Regions from separate parts of the Mus musculus genome. Here regions 1, 2, 4 and 5 are each linked to region 3. The links are chromatin contacts, called in public Hi-C and Micro-C maps. All regions are on one chromosome and are shown on one strand. The core of a region is the stretch at or near the end of the contact, and the rest is flanking DNA. Distances in the headings are between cores, read along the strand shown.

The links. A called contact is a pair of places that touch in the nucleus more often than the background predicts.
Region 1: a contact with region 3 is called in a Hi-C map of muscle stem cells, with 2.0 times the contacts expected there. The contact joins two enhancer-like sites. A contact is called at or near these places in 1 of 39 promoter capture datasets (liver), 2 of 484 Hi-C or Micro-C datasets (liver and muscle stem cells), 1 of 115 datasets of contacts at active chromatin or transcription factors (cardiomyocytes) and 1 of 9 other capture datasets (pancreatic islet).
Region 2: a contact with region 3 is called in a Hi-C map of embryonic fibroblasts, with 8 times the contacts expected there. The contact joins two enhancer-like sites. A contact is called at or near these places in 1 of 15 datasets of contacts at CTCF or cohesin (the NIH/3T3 cell line), 5 of 484 Hi-C or Micro-C datasets (the 3T3-L1 cell line, the C2C12 cell line, adipose-derived mesenchymal stem cells and 1 more) and 1 of 115 datasets of contacts at active chromatin or transcription factors (pancreatic cancer cells).
Region 4: a contact with region 3 is called in a Micro-C map of brown adipocytes, with 5 times the contacts expected there. The contact joins two enhancer-like sites. A contact is called at or near these places in 6 of 484 Hi-C or Micro-C datasets (the F1.1 cell line, adipose-derived mesenchymal stem cells, brown adipocytes and 3 more) and 2 of 115 datasets of contacts at active chromatin or transcription factors (a colorectal cancer cell line and pancreatic cancer cells).
Region 5: a contact with region 3 is called in a Micro-C map of brown adipocytes, with 6 times the contacts expected there. The contact joins two enhancer-like sites. A contact is called at or near these places in 1 of 15 datasets of contacts at CTCF or cohesin (the NIH/3T3 cell line), 3 of 484 Hi-C or Micro-C datasets (brown adipocytes, liver and myocytes) and 1 of 115 datasets of contacts at active chromatin or transcription factors (embryonic fibroblasts).

Annotation. Positions count from the first base shown.
Region 1 is chr1:82,219,868-82,222,567 of GRCm38.p6, forward strand. No RefSeq gene overlaps it. Among named protein-coding and RNA genes, the nearest start is that of Irs1, 70 kb to the right of the region's middle. Within about 2 kb of position 1,399, at least 8 of the 459 cell types and tissues checked have an H3K27ac peak or open chromatin away from gene starts, as enhancers often do. A contact at or near this core is called in muscle stem cells, where this site is marked.
Region 2 is chr1:82,040,390-82,043,089 of GRCm38.p6, forward strand. No RefSeq gene overlaps it. Among named protein-coding and RNA genes, the nearest start is that of Mir6344, 90 kb to the right of the region's middle. Within about 2 kb of position 1,257, at least 26 of the 459 cell types and tissues checked have an H3K27ac peak or open chromatin away from gene starts, as enhancers often do. A contact at or near this core is called in the C2C12 cell line, the NIH/3T3 cell line and embryonic fibroblasts, where this site is marked.
Region 3 is chr1:81,743,333-81,746,032 of GRCm38.p6, forward strand. No RefSeq gene overlaps it. Among named protein-coding and RNA genes, the nearest start is that of Mir6344, 390 kb to the right of the region's middle. Within about 2 kb of position 1,444, at least 100 of the 459 cell types and tissues checked have an H3K27ac peak or open chromatin away from gene starts, as enhancers often do. A contact at or near this core is called in the C2C12 cell line, the NIH/3T3 cell line, brown adipocytes and 3 more, where this site is marked.
Region 4 is chr1:82,154,862-82,157,561 of GRCm38.p6, forward strand. No RefSeq gene overlaps it. Among named protein-coding and RNA genes, the nearest start is that of Mir6344, 24 kb to the left of the region's middle. Within about 2 kb of position 1,335, at least 35 of the 459 cell types and tissues checked have an H3K27ac peak or open chromatin away from gene starts, as enhancers often do. A contact at or near this core is called in brown adipocytes and a colorectal cancer cell line, where this site is marked.
Region 5 is chr1:82,183,531-82,186,230 of GRCm38.p6, forward strand. No RefSeq gene overlaps it. Among named protein-coding and RNA genes, the nearest start is that of Mir6344, 53 kb to the left of the region's middle. Within about 2 kb of position 1,266, at least 15 of the 459 cell types and tissues checked have an H3K27ac peak or open chromatin away from gene starts, as enhancers often do. A contact at or near this core is called in brown adipocytes, where this site is marked.

The DNA of each region.
Region 1 (2,700 bases), core at 149-2,648, 480 kb after region 3:
TAAGCTATTAGGCCCATGAATTTCCCAGAATTCCTCAGTCTTTGCCTCCCATTTAGCTGTGGGAGTCTTGGTATTTCAACACGTGGATTTATGTGGGTTCTGGGAACTCAAACCTATAGGGTCTCATACCTACTGAGCCACCTCCCTAAGCCAAGTGTCCTGAGATTTCCTGTTCCCTCTTTAGCTGCCCCAATGTCCTTCCACTAAAACCCAGAAAAGCAACCATCTTGTCACCCCAGAGGTCATTTCTTTCTCCTTTGAACTACCCTGGTGTTTCATCTTTGCCTCACAAGGATCTTATCTCTTTTTGCCCCGTGGTATGTTGCTTGTGTGATTGCACAGACAGAATAGGGGGAAAGCCTGTTGATTGTAGAGACAGACACATCCAAGGACAGAAGGCAGGTCCATCTTTCACTTGGTGGGTGGCCTTGGGAAAACACCAACTCCTAGGAGCCTCCAATGTTTTGTTTTAGCAAAACAAAAAATTGTCCTCTCTCTCAGAACCGGTTTGAGAATTTGAAATAATATACACAAAACAGTGCTTGGTAGAGTGCAAAAGAAAAGCAGTCAGTTTTATTCGGATTGTGACTGGTGGTGTTATTCTAGTTATTTCTTATACTCTCTAATTATTTATTCCCTTCTTCAACAGAGATGTCTTGATTGCAAGTTATGTGTCAGGCAGTAGGCACCACATGGAAATAGCACAGAGAGCTTCAGATGTACAGAGGGAAAGGGAAAAGACAAACAATTGGAGACAGAGAGCTGCAGATGAAGATGATGCTGGAGAGAAACTAAGAACAAGATGTACAAGGATAAGGAGAGGCTGCTGCAGGCAGGAACACTTGGGCTGAGAACAGGCCAAGGAGGAAACACCTGCAAGGGAGGTGCTCCAACCCTGCAGGGCCCCGCTGGCCTGAGGACCTGCAATGGGTTTCATTCCCACTGGACCTGGGGAATCTGTGGGAAAGCATGGCTCGCTGGGTGTGCTCAGAATTCTGTCTGCCATTGCGTCTGCCTCCCAGGGAGATGTCACCCAGCAGCTGGCACTCGGGATTCTGTGAAAAGCAGAGGCAGAAGGAAGAGGGGGAAAAGAGAAGGAAAAGAGATCTGAAAGGAAGGGGACTAACAGAGGAGACATCCAAGCAGATGGATTTCATGGTTTGCAGGGATTCCAGTCCACAATGAGATTGGCCACGGGTGGGTGGGGAGGGAGGGATTATTCCCTCCTCCTTCGAACACTTGTCGCTGCCACACCGGTCTCTTCCCTGGGGTGGTCCCAGATGGTGGTGGGGCCTGGGAAACCAGGAGGTCTTGCTCATCGCTCTCTCTGGCACTCTTCACTGGCAGTTCTGTCTCAGGTCGCAGATAACAACTGTCAGATGGTCTTACTGTGAAGCAATAAGCTTTCCCCTAAACAAGGAGGCACGCCAAGCTCCAGAGAGGCTGAAGACTGGGCAAAACACACAAGCCTGGAAAAAATTAGAAGTTCATACTGAACAAACAAAGCACCTCGGGGAAGTGCAAAGGGTTAAAGTGAAGTACACCACATCCCTGGCGCCCTTGATCGTGCCCTTGATCAAATAAGTGAGAGAGTCACCACACATCTTTGTGAAGTTAAAAAACAAGAATGAGCAGGGGCACCGTGAAGTGACTGTATGAGAAATAAAACTAATGCTGCAAAGGTTAACTCAACCAAGAAGAATTAGGAGGCAAATAGGAGCAGGTAACCCTCAAGGCACAGGCTAAGAACTGCTCAGCACAGCCTTTCTCCAGGGCCTCCAATTTCTTGTGGGTCTGCACAGCATTCCATGGATCTAAGCAGGATAATGGAGTCTGGTTTGGCAAGGTTCCCACTGGACACCCTCTGCTCTTTAAAAACAAAAGAAAGGAAAAAGAAAACAAAACAAACAAAAAACCAGGATTGTTGATGGAAGTTAGATGATCATAAATGAAGAAGAGAAACTGCCCATTCTTAAACATATTGCTTTTACATTTTAAATTCTAATTGGAAAAAGAATGGAACTCAAACCTTAAGAGCCACAGCAGCCTAAATGATTCCGAGGACATCCGCTCCTAGACCAACATCTTCAAGCAAATCCTTGCCTCTCTGAACAAAACAACAGCGTCTGGGTGATCCAGAAGTGTGAACATGCTAGACATAGGGTCCATGTATGTGTCCATGGATGCAGTGAGAGTTCCTATTACCGCTGTGCTTGAGGAAGTAATGCAACAGTTAGAATAAGGTGTAGGTGGGTTGGGGAGCAGGGGGAGGGGGGAGGGAATAGGGGATTTTCAAAGGGGAAGTTAGGAAAGGGGATAACATTTGAAATGTAAATAAAATATCTAAAAAATAAAAATTAAAAAAAAATGACCACATGGTTAAAACAAAAAACAAAAACCAGTGAGAGGCAGAACTGGCGCTGTAACTACTCACATTCTTCAGAGGCAGGGATTGGGAGGGGCAGCAGATTAGGAAATCTCACTGAAGCATTCTGGGAATCAACACAGCCACGGTGAGATTCCATCTATGGCTAAATTCTAAACTTGTGTCTAGCACACAACTTTATTTGACCAGTAGATAGAGTCAGGAGGAAGGAGGAAGAGGACCTCAAGCAGGGAATTGTCCACCCTATATGGACTTTAACTTCACTCTTTGTCATGGAATAAGAAGAGCCTATGCCTGATCTTTATCACCATGTT
Region 2 (2,700 bases), core at 7-2,506, 300 kb after region 3:
AAAACAGGCAGTGTTGTGTACATGCACATGCATGCAGACACACAAACACACACACACACACACACACACACACACATACACACACATGCATGCACAAACACATGCACACAGATTTGTTTATGATTTCTCAGCATCCCATAATTTTGATAAGCATACAGCCCACAAGTCATAAACCTTTATCCACTAGCCCTTTACAGGAATAGTCGGCTGATGACTCAAGTAAGATTCAGTCTAACATTTGAGAAGTTGTCAATTAATCCTACAAAGGGATAAGGAAGTTACACAATAATGTGTTATGTATTGGTCTGTGGCCTAAAATGTGAAAGTATTTATAGATATGCATCTATGTATACTTTGCTCCATATCCTGAAAAAGTAATCCATTATCTTAATATTTAAAGTAACCTTTTCTGTTGAAAGTATTCCCTTAATGTAGTTAAAAGTATACATTTATGTACAAGCACACATTTTAAAAAGAAATACTCAGTTTAAATTAAATTATCTAACCTTCATAAAGTTGCTTCATCTCCCTAAGTTGCTTCGTCTTCCTATTCCTGTCTCTGATCATTGAAGTCGATAACAGTGTCTACCTCACAAGCTTGTGGAGGCAATAAGTGTAAACTTGTGTCCATGTGTGTACGATCAGCTTCTGTCATGTGATAGAAAACGGTTTAAGCAGAAAACACTGCAAAGCCAACCATCAGGAAAACAAAGTCTCTCCATCCAATGAGCTATTATCAAAGCAGAATTTGACGATTTTAGTGACTGGACTGGCTGAATATACATAGGCCTTTTGTAGAAATGGAAGCTCCCTTTGGTAAAACCATGTTTAGCCCTCATGTTTGGACATATGTAGCCAAGTTTTCACAGTATGAATGTAAAATATTTGGCTCATTTGCCTCAAGTGGTTATAACAAAGATTCTAAAATCATAATTCATCTGTCTTAGAAAATAACCTCCAGCTGCATATAGTAGTTTCTTCTTCCATTTCCTTAAAACCAAAGAAAACAGAATCTCCCTAAAAAAGCAATTCTTGTCTGCCAAGAATGTCCCATGTGGGCATCATTAAAGCGGAAGGTATGAGACATGAGATGTCAGCCCGACATTCTTCAGTTGTTCTCTGTCATATTTAGAGTGATAAACATTGTTTTGTCTATTCTAAGGCTTGATTTCTCTCCTGGTAAATATGATATTCCATTAAACCAGTCTGTGCTCGTGGTTTCACTTTGTCTCTTTTTAACTCCCTTCAGTCATTAAGCTGCCCAGCAGCCCTTCCAGATAGGAATGCAAAGGATATTTGAAAATAGCCTAAAACCAGCCCAAATTCCTATGGACTGAAAAACCTAGGAATGCATAAATTATATAAATTGTGTGTTCCTGTTACACACAGTTAAAATTATTGTTGGTGCCAGCTGTCTTTCTATCAAAGAGTCTGCTTTCATCTCTACTGAGCTAGCTCTGTCATTATTTAACATTGTTCTGTAACCCCTTCCACTTCTAGTCACCAAGAAGTGTACTCAGTATACCTTGGGGGGAGAAATGGAATTCAAGTGTGCTTCTTTGATTTCTTTGTTAATACTTCCATAGAAATTGTTGTATGATATGCAAACCATTTTAAATCTGCAGTTACAGTCAGAGAGATTACAACCTAGATAAACACATATCTAAACAGAACTCTAAAGGTTGCAAAAGGACCCTGATGTGTATGATACAGGCAGAAGCTGATTTTGTGGAAAACCAAAATATCCAGTTGATTTAATTAAAGAAAGGAGAAACATAGTTATTCCAGATGTCTGGCATCCTAGAGACCAAACACTGGAATGATTGATTGGATCTTTGACATGCCTCACCAGATGTTTTAGCCTCTTGGAGACAGCCTAAAAGGAAGGGATTGGGTTGGGATAGGTTTCAAATTCCTTCCTTCCTCCCTGGGTAGTCGTTGTGAATCTTTCTTATTTCTGATTTAGTCTCCCTTTCCCAGCTAATCTCTGCACCCGTCAGTAATATCCCTCACATTTTCTTTCAGACTGAATCTTAAAATATTTCAATCATGTAAGAAGCAGAAAACCAAATAGGAATGTAGAAACAATGTTATTCCTATCTCTTTGAACATTTGTCTTCATATTGCCTGGCCTCTGTGTTTTCTTCTATAAAATCCAAAGTGATTATTGCATCCCAGAAGCAGGATAAGAGGAAGCACTCTACCTGTAGTACCAAATCCAAAAGAATCTGCTAAAATCATAGAGGCAAGAGAGATATTCTCCTAAGGCATTATGATCCTGATTGCCCTGTAGTGGGAACATCCCTGTTCACATTGCCTATAATCAGCTTAACCCGTATTAAGTCGCTAATGAGTTGATGGTGAGATAAGCCCTTTCTCAAAGGAAATAAATTAGAAGCTGGCAATTACAGAAACAAAGGGAAGCGAGTTTAACCACTTTGCAGAATGACTCCTGGGGGTCTGTAGGTTGGACAGAGTTTTGAATGTTCCAAACCAGGCTTGGACCTGTGTGGAAGGCCAGAGGGATTCCCTTTGGCCTGAGTTTCCTGTTCTGGAAAACTATGTGATAACACTTTTCTTTTAGGTCTAGAAGGAACTTTGAAAACATTATCTGACAACTGGCTTAACAATTCTTTAAGAAATACCTTAAAACTCCCTTTTTAAGAGTCTGCAGGGACGACACATGAATCTACAACTATA
Region 3 (2,700 bases), core at 194-2,693:
TTAATTTGTATCATGCTATAAATGTAGTTCTGTTATCTATTATGTAGCCAGGACTAGTCTCCAATTCATGAGTATTATTCTGCCTTAGCCACCAGAGTGAATAAACGTGAATGACCACACCCAACTCTGAAAGATATTCTTATCCATTCCAAATCCCACAGCCAACTATCCTGCAAAAGGGGCCCCATTATGAAGTGATGAGACTAACCTTTTATGTGATGATTGTGTGTAAGCCAAAGATGAGAGCATATCTCCCAGACTGGGAAAACGATACTGTCATTTCCTGAGAATGTGAAGTATTGGTGAGGCACTGCATATCAGTGAGTAGAGCAGAAAACCCTTCCTAGACTTTCAGAGTTTGTAGAATAATGAACTTATCCATGAAATGCAAAGAAGAGAGCGGTAGGAAAGCCCAAGCCCTTGAACAAGACACTCCAGAAAGAATGCTCCTGCAAGAGAAGATACCTGACAGGACACTTGTAGAGTTTGATGGGTGAGAAAAGGATGGGTGTGAGAGAGATGGCTAGAAGAGGGAAGCAAGCTTGGGTAAGTAGGTCCAAGGAGTTGACTATGTAGCTTGGGAAAATTTGCTGAGGCAACTCAAAAGAGGATTTTGTTGCTAAATTTCAGATCAAGAAGAGGAACAAACCTCATGTAACCAAGTTGGCAATCAACTTAAGACAATGATGATTTTTATAATAGAATCCATATCTTGGGCACTCTATCAACCAATAATCTGATTCTGTAATTAAAACCATAAGACTCTCCAAACTCTCATTTGAAAGAATAGTAGAAGTATTAATAAATGCTGTGATATTTGACACCCTTTCATCTCTATGATGGAGCTGTAAAAATGAATCTGGATTAGAACTACCAACATTAAACTTGAGAGGACTAAGCCAGTTCATACTTTGATGGCTCTGCTTATATGGATGAAAGAAAGCCAGTTCTCATGGCACTGACTTGGCTTCTCCAGTTTCTCAGAAAGAAGAAAAAGCCAGCCTTCTGCTGAGGGTCAGGGTACTCTCAGCTGGGAAAAGCACTATGTGTTGTATTAATAAGCTCGCTATACTATTGCCTTTTCTTGCTCCTTAATGCAGGCCCAACAAAACATTTCCTTGAAGTGTACTACCTCTGAAAGTATATGTGGAGACAAACTACTGCGCAGCTGAAGCATTTTCCCCCAAAGCCCACCGCCTACAAAAGTCACCGCACTTCCTTCACTGGGAGCGAGTCTGTTAGTAGCATTCTCAGGACAAATAAATGAGGGCAGGTGTAAATTGAAGGAGAGTAACACCTGTCCCTGCATCTGGCCAACAGACCTCGCTTTAATGTGCTGTCTGCTGAGAAATTGAGGCGTCTCGTATTACCCAGAGGCCTTAGTCTACACTGGAGTAGGCAGAAAGGAATTCTGTGACCAGAAGATGTGAGGCTTGGCTGGCTGCCAAGAACAATAACGAGCAGTACAAAAGGAAAAGGTTTGTAGAGACAAAAGCACTCTATCACAGAGCAACCCATAGCTTTGCTGTTTGAAGTAATGAACCCCCCAAACGAAAGACCCAACTGGATTAACAGCAGGCTGCTCCCCTTTTACCTTCTAACACTGCCCTGGCTGGTAACTTCCTGTTGACACCAGAATGAAGGGAGTTCTTGTGCCAACAGCAAGCAGTGTCTCCATTTGGGGACTTTCTGGCTGGTCACAGAAAAGCAACTTGGAAGATTTATGCCCCCATTTGCTTTCCATCCATTTTTTTTCCATTAAAGGGGGGAATTTAGAGCAAAGTTACCCATGTAACTCCAACCCAGTGCTGGAGAAGTCTTCGCTGACTTGCAAAATATCAGCAGAATCTTGTGCCCAGTAGGAACAGAGGTAAAGTCCATAAAACTTGTGTGCAGTTCATTCCACGTTGTATCAAGCAGTGGCTTTACCCCCACAGAGCATACCTAAGTTCAAATAATTCGAACAAGTACAAACAGAGGACATGCTATTCCCAAGTGGGCAAAGTTTATAAACTCCTAGCGGAGGGAGGTGCTTAAGGAATACACAGTCACAGAGAAACTACCGAAGCCATCGGGAGAAATAGAAATCATAGATAGGCTAGAATTTATAGAGAAAATAGCTTCTACAAGTCGTAAGCCACAGGTCCTGAGTGTCTTTAGGATGGCTGAGAGTGAGATCAGGCTTACACGCTTCATGCAACACGTGGTATCTGCAGGCCAAGAACACAGCAGGGTTTTTTCTCTCTTGAGCATTGTAACCAGAGACAAAGCCAACCCAGTCCCAACCAAGGCATGGATAAAGGGCAATAATATGGGAAAGGTACCAGCAGATTAAAACTCCCAGTGAGCCTAACCGATTGAAATGGAGCTGAGATGCAGTGAAGGGTGGCTCAATAAGCCCCCCCCCAGTGAAGCTTCAGACAGTCCCTGCAGGGGCGAGTGGAAGGGTCAGCGAAGCAGGAAGTATGGTTGTGAGAGAGCTCCAGCACCAAGCTTTTTCCTCCCCGACTTTGGCCGGATGTGGGTTCTGAACTATCCCAGATGGAATTTATTGGGTCAACAGTATGTGAAATGAGGAGTCCTGAGCCTAAGGAGGAAGCAAACACCCTAGGTGTCCAGTCTCAAATATTTTGGCAGGGAATTCGGACAGAAGGGGGAAAATCATTTATTCATGGAAACCCCTCAGCGGATTATTTTTTA
Region 4 (2,700 bases), core at 85-2,584, 410 kb after region 3:
GCATGTGCCTCGACACCCGGCTGGACATGACTTGACCTCACTCTCGCTTTGGACTGGCTCCCCTAGTCACAGGGCTTTCTGGCCCCACAAAAACACAACTGGATGGTGATGCCCTATGAGAGTCTCTGGCTGAACACTGATGATCGCTTGGTGTAGGAGGAGAATCCTCTCCCCAACATGAGTTTACCGTCAGTTCTCTTTGTTCATTGCTATGTGAGAAAAGACAGGAAAAATGTACAATAACTCTATGTCTTCATAGACATTAACACTTTGCTTTCCTGAGACAAATTTCTTTTAAGAGAAAATTCTGAGGTACCCTTTTTCTTCACTATTAAGGAAAAAAAAAAGTTGTTAGACCAAATCCACTCAAAGATCCATTCTTGAGCCATCAACATGGCTCAATGGATTAAAAAAATAAAAACAAAAACCAAAAAACTGAGTATCTGAGTTAGTTTGATCCTCAAATCCCATGAAACCCAGGCTAAGGTGGACAAAGAGAAGACACCCTTGAAAGCTGTCTTTTGACCAACACCCGCCTACTCACAGAGGGAGGGGTGTTTAGAAAATTTAATACTCTCTTATTAGTTATTAGGTAGTTATTTGTTCTTATTTTTATGTGTGAGTGTATGTGAGTGTGTGTGTGTGTGCATGTGTGTGCATTTGTAAGTACACGTACTTGTGAGTGTGCACAAAGGCCACAGGAAGACATTTGGGTGCCTTGCTACATCACTCTCTACCCTATTCCCTTGAGACAAAGTCTCTTACTCAACCTAAAATGTGTTGTTTTGTCTAGGTTGGCTGGCTAATGAGCTCCGTGACTCTTCCATCTCTACCTATAACCCCAGTGTTGAAGTTATAGGCACATGCAGCCATGCCCTGATTTTACATGAGTGCTAGGCACTTGAACTCAGGTCTTCAAGCTTGCACATAAACACTATTAGTCACTGAGCCATCTCTTGTACTTCTTGGTCAGTAGAAAAACTCATATTTAACTAGCCCATTGTAAAGAATCATAAATATACTCTTAAGAAACATGCCACTTTAAAATCTACAACTCTAAGAAAGACTCAACTGTGATCTCACAAGTTCCATGGAAGAAAAAGTTCATCATAGTCAAGAGAATGCAAACTTCAGCAAACTTTTGGTTAGTAGTGTGGCCAGATAATTCAGACTAATATACTCAAAGATTTTACCAATGATCTTCTTGTTGGTCACAGTTCATTTTCAGCTCACTTGGGACTTTGAGCAACCAAAGCCACAGGAATTGCACAGATGCTGGGTGAATGACATACATCATGTGGTTTAGAGCTTCAAAGGTAGCCACAGAGTCTTAAGATATGATTCACAGTCATGAAAACCTATGGATGTCTTTTGAAATTGTTCCTTCACTTCCTCTGAACAGCTCTGGAAGTCTTCAACTCTCTGACATCACTGGGGTCAAAGAAGTTCAACAGTAGAGTGAGGATGTGATAGGAAATGAGTCTATCTGCCATCTGCTCAGGCCACTTGGCCAGTTAGAACCTGCACCTCCTTGAATAAAAATTCAAGAGAAGCCATGGCTTAGCCTTTCTTAAACTCTTTGGGGATCCAAGGAAAAGCTTCTTAAAAGATATTCCAAGTAAGTGGCTTATGTCATATGGCTTCTATCCTAAATTGTCAAGACACTACCAAATTCTGTTCAGAATACACATGCCGCTTCAGAGAGTTTAAGAGTAATGCTGTATTAGGGAAATCACAGGGAAGAGTAAGATGGAATTTTGCAGAAGTATCCTGTTAACTATTTACTCCAAAACTCTGAGGTACAGAAATGCTCTAGGAGTTTGCCTAGAGAGTGCCAATTGAGGAATAAAAATAATAGGTAAGTATTTCAGTTAGATCTCCTGGCAAAGGAAATCCACTCCAGAACTAGTGGCTGAGACAGTAGCTATTGATCTTACAAACTCTTTTGTAGGTTGGCTGTGGGTTATGTGTTCGGGTACTATTCAGGGTTACCTGGGTTACCCTTCTGGATTTATCTGAGTTTGTTAATATATCTGCGCTTGGCCTTCTAATCCAGTTGGGATGTTCTGGTCTAGATCAGCCTCAGCAATGATGGCTTATCTCTGCTTTATAGAATTTCTCATTTTACAAGATAAGTTGGTCCTGTTCATAGGTAACTTGGAAAAGATTCCAAGAGAAAGCCCTACATTGGGCAAGGCCTCCCAGAGTCCAGGCTCAGAGCTAGTGCACTAGCATATTCTCCCATCAACCTGTATGCAAGAGCTTCAGAAATAAAATTTACATATTGGTGAAAGTCAAATTTTAGGCACAAGCTGGGGCTCCTTGTGCAGTCTACAGAAACCGCTGCTGGCACACTCTATGCTGCCATGGTAACCAAACCCACTGACACAAGAGTAAACACATGAACATTTGCTAAGGATGCCTTTTTTAATTAACAAAAGTCAGAAATCTACAGCAGAAATGGCCAATGCTCCTGGATGGAGGCTCTTTATGAAGTTTTTTCCTCTCTCTAGAATAATAGCTCTCTACCTTCCTAATGCTGCAGCCCCTTAATACACTTCTTCATGTCCTGGTGGCCCCCAACCATAAAATTTTCCATTGCTTCTTCATAATTGTATTTTTGCTACTGTTATGAATCACAATGTAAATATCTGATATGTAACCCCTGTGAAGGATTGTCAGTCCCCAAACGGGTTGCAA
Region 5 (2,700 bases), core at 16-2,515, 440 kb after region 3:
ACCATCTCAAAATCTCACTTTTTCAAGGGTGCTGTGTTAAAGCTGGAGAGAACGCTCAGGGGTTAAGAGTGCTTTTTGCCCTTACTGAAAACCCAGGCCTTCTCCTGCCCAGGTTCACATAAAGTAAATAAATACATTTTTAAAGTGTTGGGTAGAGTAACAAAAACATATGCTTTACAGAGTGACAAAACTCTACTTCAACTGTGACACTGTCACTCACAAACTGTGCAGGTTTGAGCTCATTAAAGTTCATGTATCTTTTACCCCCTTACCTATCAAATACAATAATATTACCTTCCTGCCTGGGTTCCTGAAACCATTAGAGCAAGGTAAGTGTTATAAATGCACTTATATTCTGGCCACTAAGCATAGTATATATGTGGCTTTGCGCCTATGATTTTCTTTGGAGTGGGAACTGGGAGGATGACCTCTGACCTCTGTTTGTTGAAGGGTTGCCACACACACCGAGACCCGAAGCCTTGAGGAAGAGAAGCTGTAAATAGCATGAGGCAGCAGCTCAGCTTGCTCTTGTCCTTTTGCCCTAATAGTGATTTGCTAATATTATCTACTCCTCAGCCAAGTTTCATTTTGGACTGGACAGAGGGGTTGGGGAAGCTACCCAGTTGAGCTACGGGTACGTAAATGCACACGAGGGTAGTGAGGTAGAAGTTACAAAGTCCAAAAGAAGGGAAAGGTAATCAGAAACATCAAAACTCTTTCCTGCGTGGATGCAAATTCAGAATGATTGCACAATGTATGGCTCTGTTCCAGGCACCAACATTGCCCTGGGTGGATACTGCTAAGTAGCACTTAGGATGTGGGTATCAAAGTGTCTGCCCCCTTAAACATGCTCTACCACATGACAGCCAGCATGACAACTGAATGCTGAACCTTTGCAAATGTCATTCCTCGCTTAGCAACCCTGCTACTCTCTGTTAGCTCATTTTAAATCTGCTCTTTCTAATACCTTCTACATAGTAACAATTTAAGTTTATGCTAAATCTAACTATTATTTATTTTTCAACAACTCTCACAGTTCTGTTAGGGAAATTGCACAGGTACATATTCCCATTATATGGGTTTCTTATTTGTTTTCATATTTCTAGATTCCAAGTATCATCTTCAAATTTTTTAAAAAAAGGAAAAGTCAAACAGGTTGACTCCCACGTTTCTTTGCTAGAGTCCCACATATTCATCAATACTCTAAGCAAACAGACTGCCAGCCAGTTACAAAAACCAAGCTGGGGTGGCACTGGAGAGACTGCTCGGAGTTTAGAATGTGTACTGCGCTTAACAGAGGATCCGAGTTTGGAACCTAGCACCAATGTTGGGTGACTCACAACCGTGTAACACCAACTCCAATAGATCCAAAGCCTGGCTTCCACGGGCACCTGTACTCACATGCTTGTACCACCTCAACACAGCACACGCACATACAGGCACATGCATATACACACAAATATCTCTAAGCAAGCCCACACATAAAAATATATCATTTAAAAAATAAAAACAAAGACCTTATTCACTCTCAACTCATGGCATTGGGGATTAAGGATGCCCATGTTAGTGTGTTATCTCATTTCTTGAGAGTGACTCAAGACGTGATGGTTCATTAAATTCACCACTGTAATGAATTCATTCCCTTGAGTTCCCTTCGAAGCAAATGCAGGAACTGACTCCAGGTGTAAAGGATGGGTGCCCATAACTCAAAACCAACAGGAAGCCTAGTATGTAAGGGAGAAATGAGAGTGGACAAGGAAGCAAATCAGAAGCCAAGAAATAAAGCCCTTTTCATGGTAAGAGAAATCTAAAACCCACAGGCTGATAAGGAAGGGCCTGAGGCTGCCTTCCCAAAGTGATGCCAATGAGGAAATGTGATTGTTGGATTCAGAGGAAGTACCCCCAAGGCAGGAAAAGGTGGAGACTGTGAGAAATACCCCCCCCCCCCCGTGGATGGAGTGACCTGAGAGTCAGGGCTCCTCAGTTAACCGTGCATTTGTGCATTTGATATCGCAAACTCCGTGGCTCTTGGCTATCCATTTCATCTTCCCAGACCACGTTTGCTTCACACAACAAAGACAACCTGTGACTGCAGAGAATTATTCTATAGCTCTGATGGAGTCAGGTAGTGGCTACCATCAAGAAGGGAGAAAGTGGCTTATAAATGTGAACAATACCTCTTGTTATCAGCTTGTAGACTTAAGACTGGGCTGGATGTTAGTTATCCTAGAGACACAGAAATCTCTGCATCAGTATAGTGTCTGTTGGAAAGCTTCAAAGTAGTTTTCAGAGAACAGGTTCTTATCCCTGATCGAGCATGCTTTGAAGTAAGAAAAGTATATTTCTGGTATTCTTAGTACCTTTCTCTGACACTTACTCTTTCTACTTTTTAATCTGAGAAATGCTTTTATTTTCCTCTTTTTTTTTACTCTGATTATTCACCTCTACTCAAAGCCTGGTTACACAAAAGAACACTAATAAATGCAATGTATGAAATCAATGGTAAACATTTTCCTGGAGGTCCTGGGTTTGATCTCCAGCACTACAAGAAAAAAGAAATTAACACAGCATCTTGGTTCCATTAGGTTTCTTGACCCAAGGGTTTTAAACAAAAGAGGATGTATGTGACTGGTCTATCTAGGAGTCCTGATAGGGTTGGATTGACATGGTAACTGGGTAATGTCAGAAACACTCAGGCTT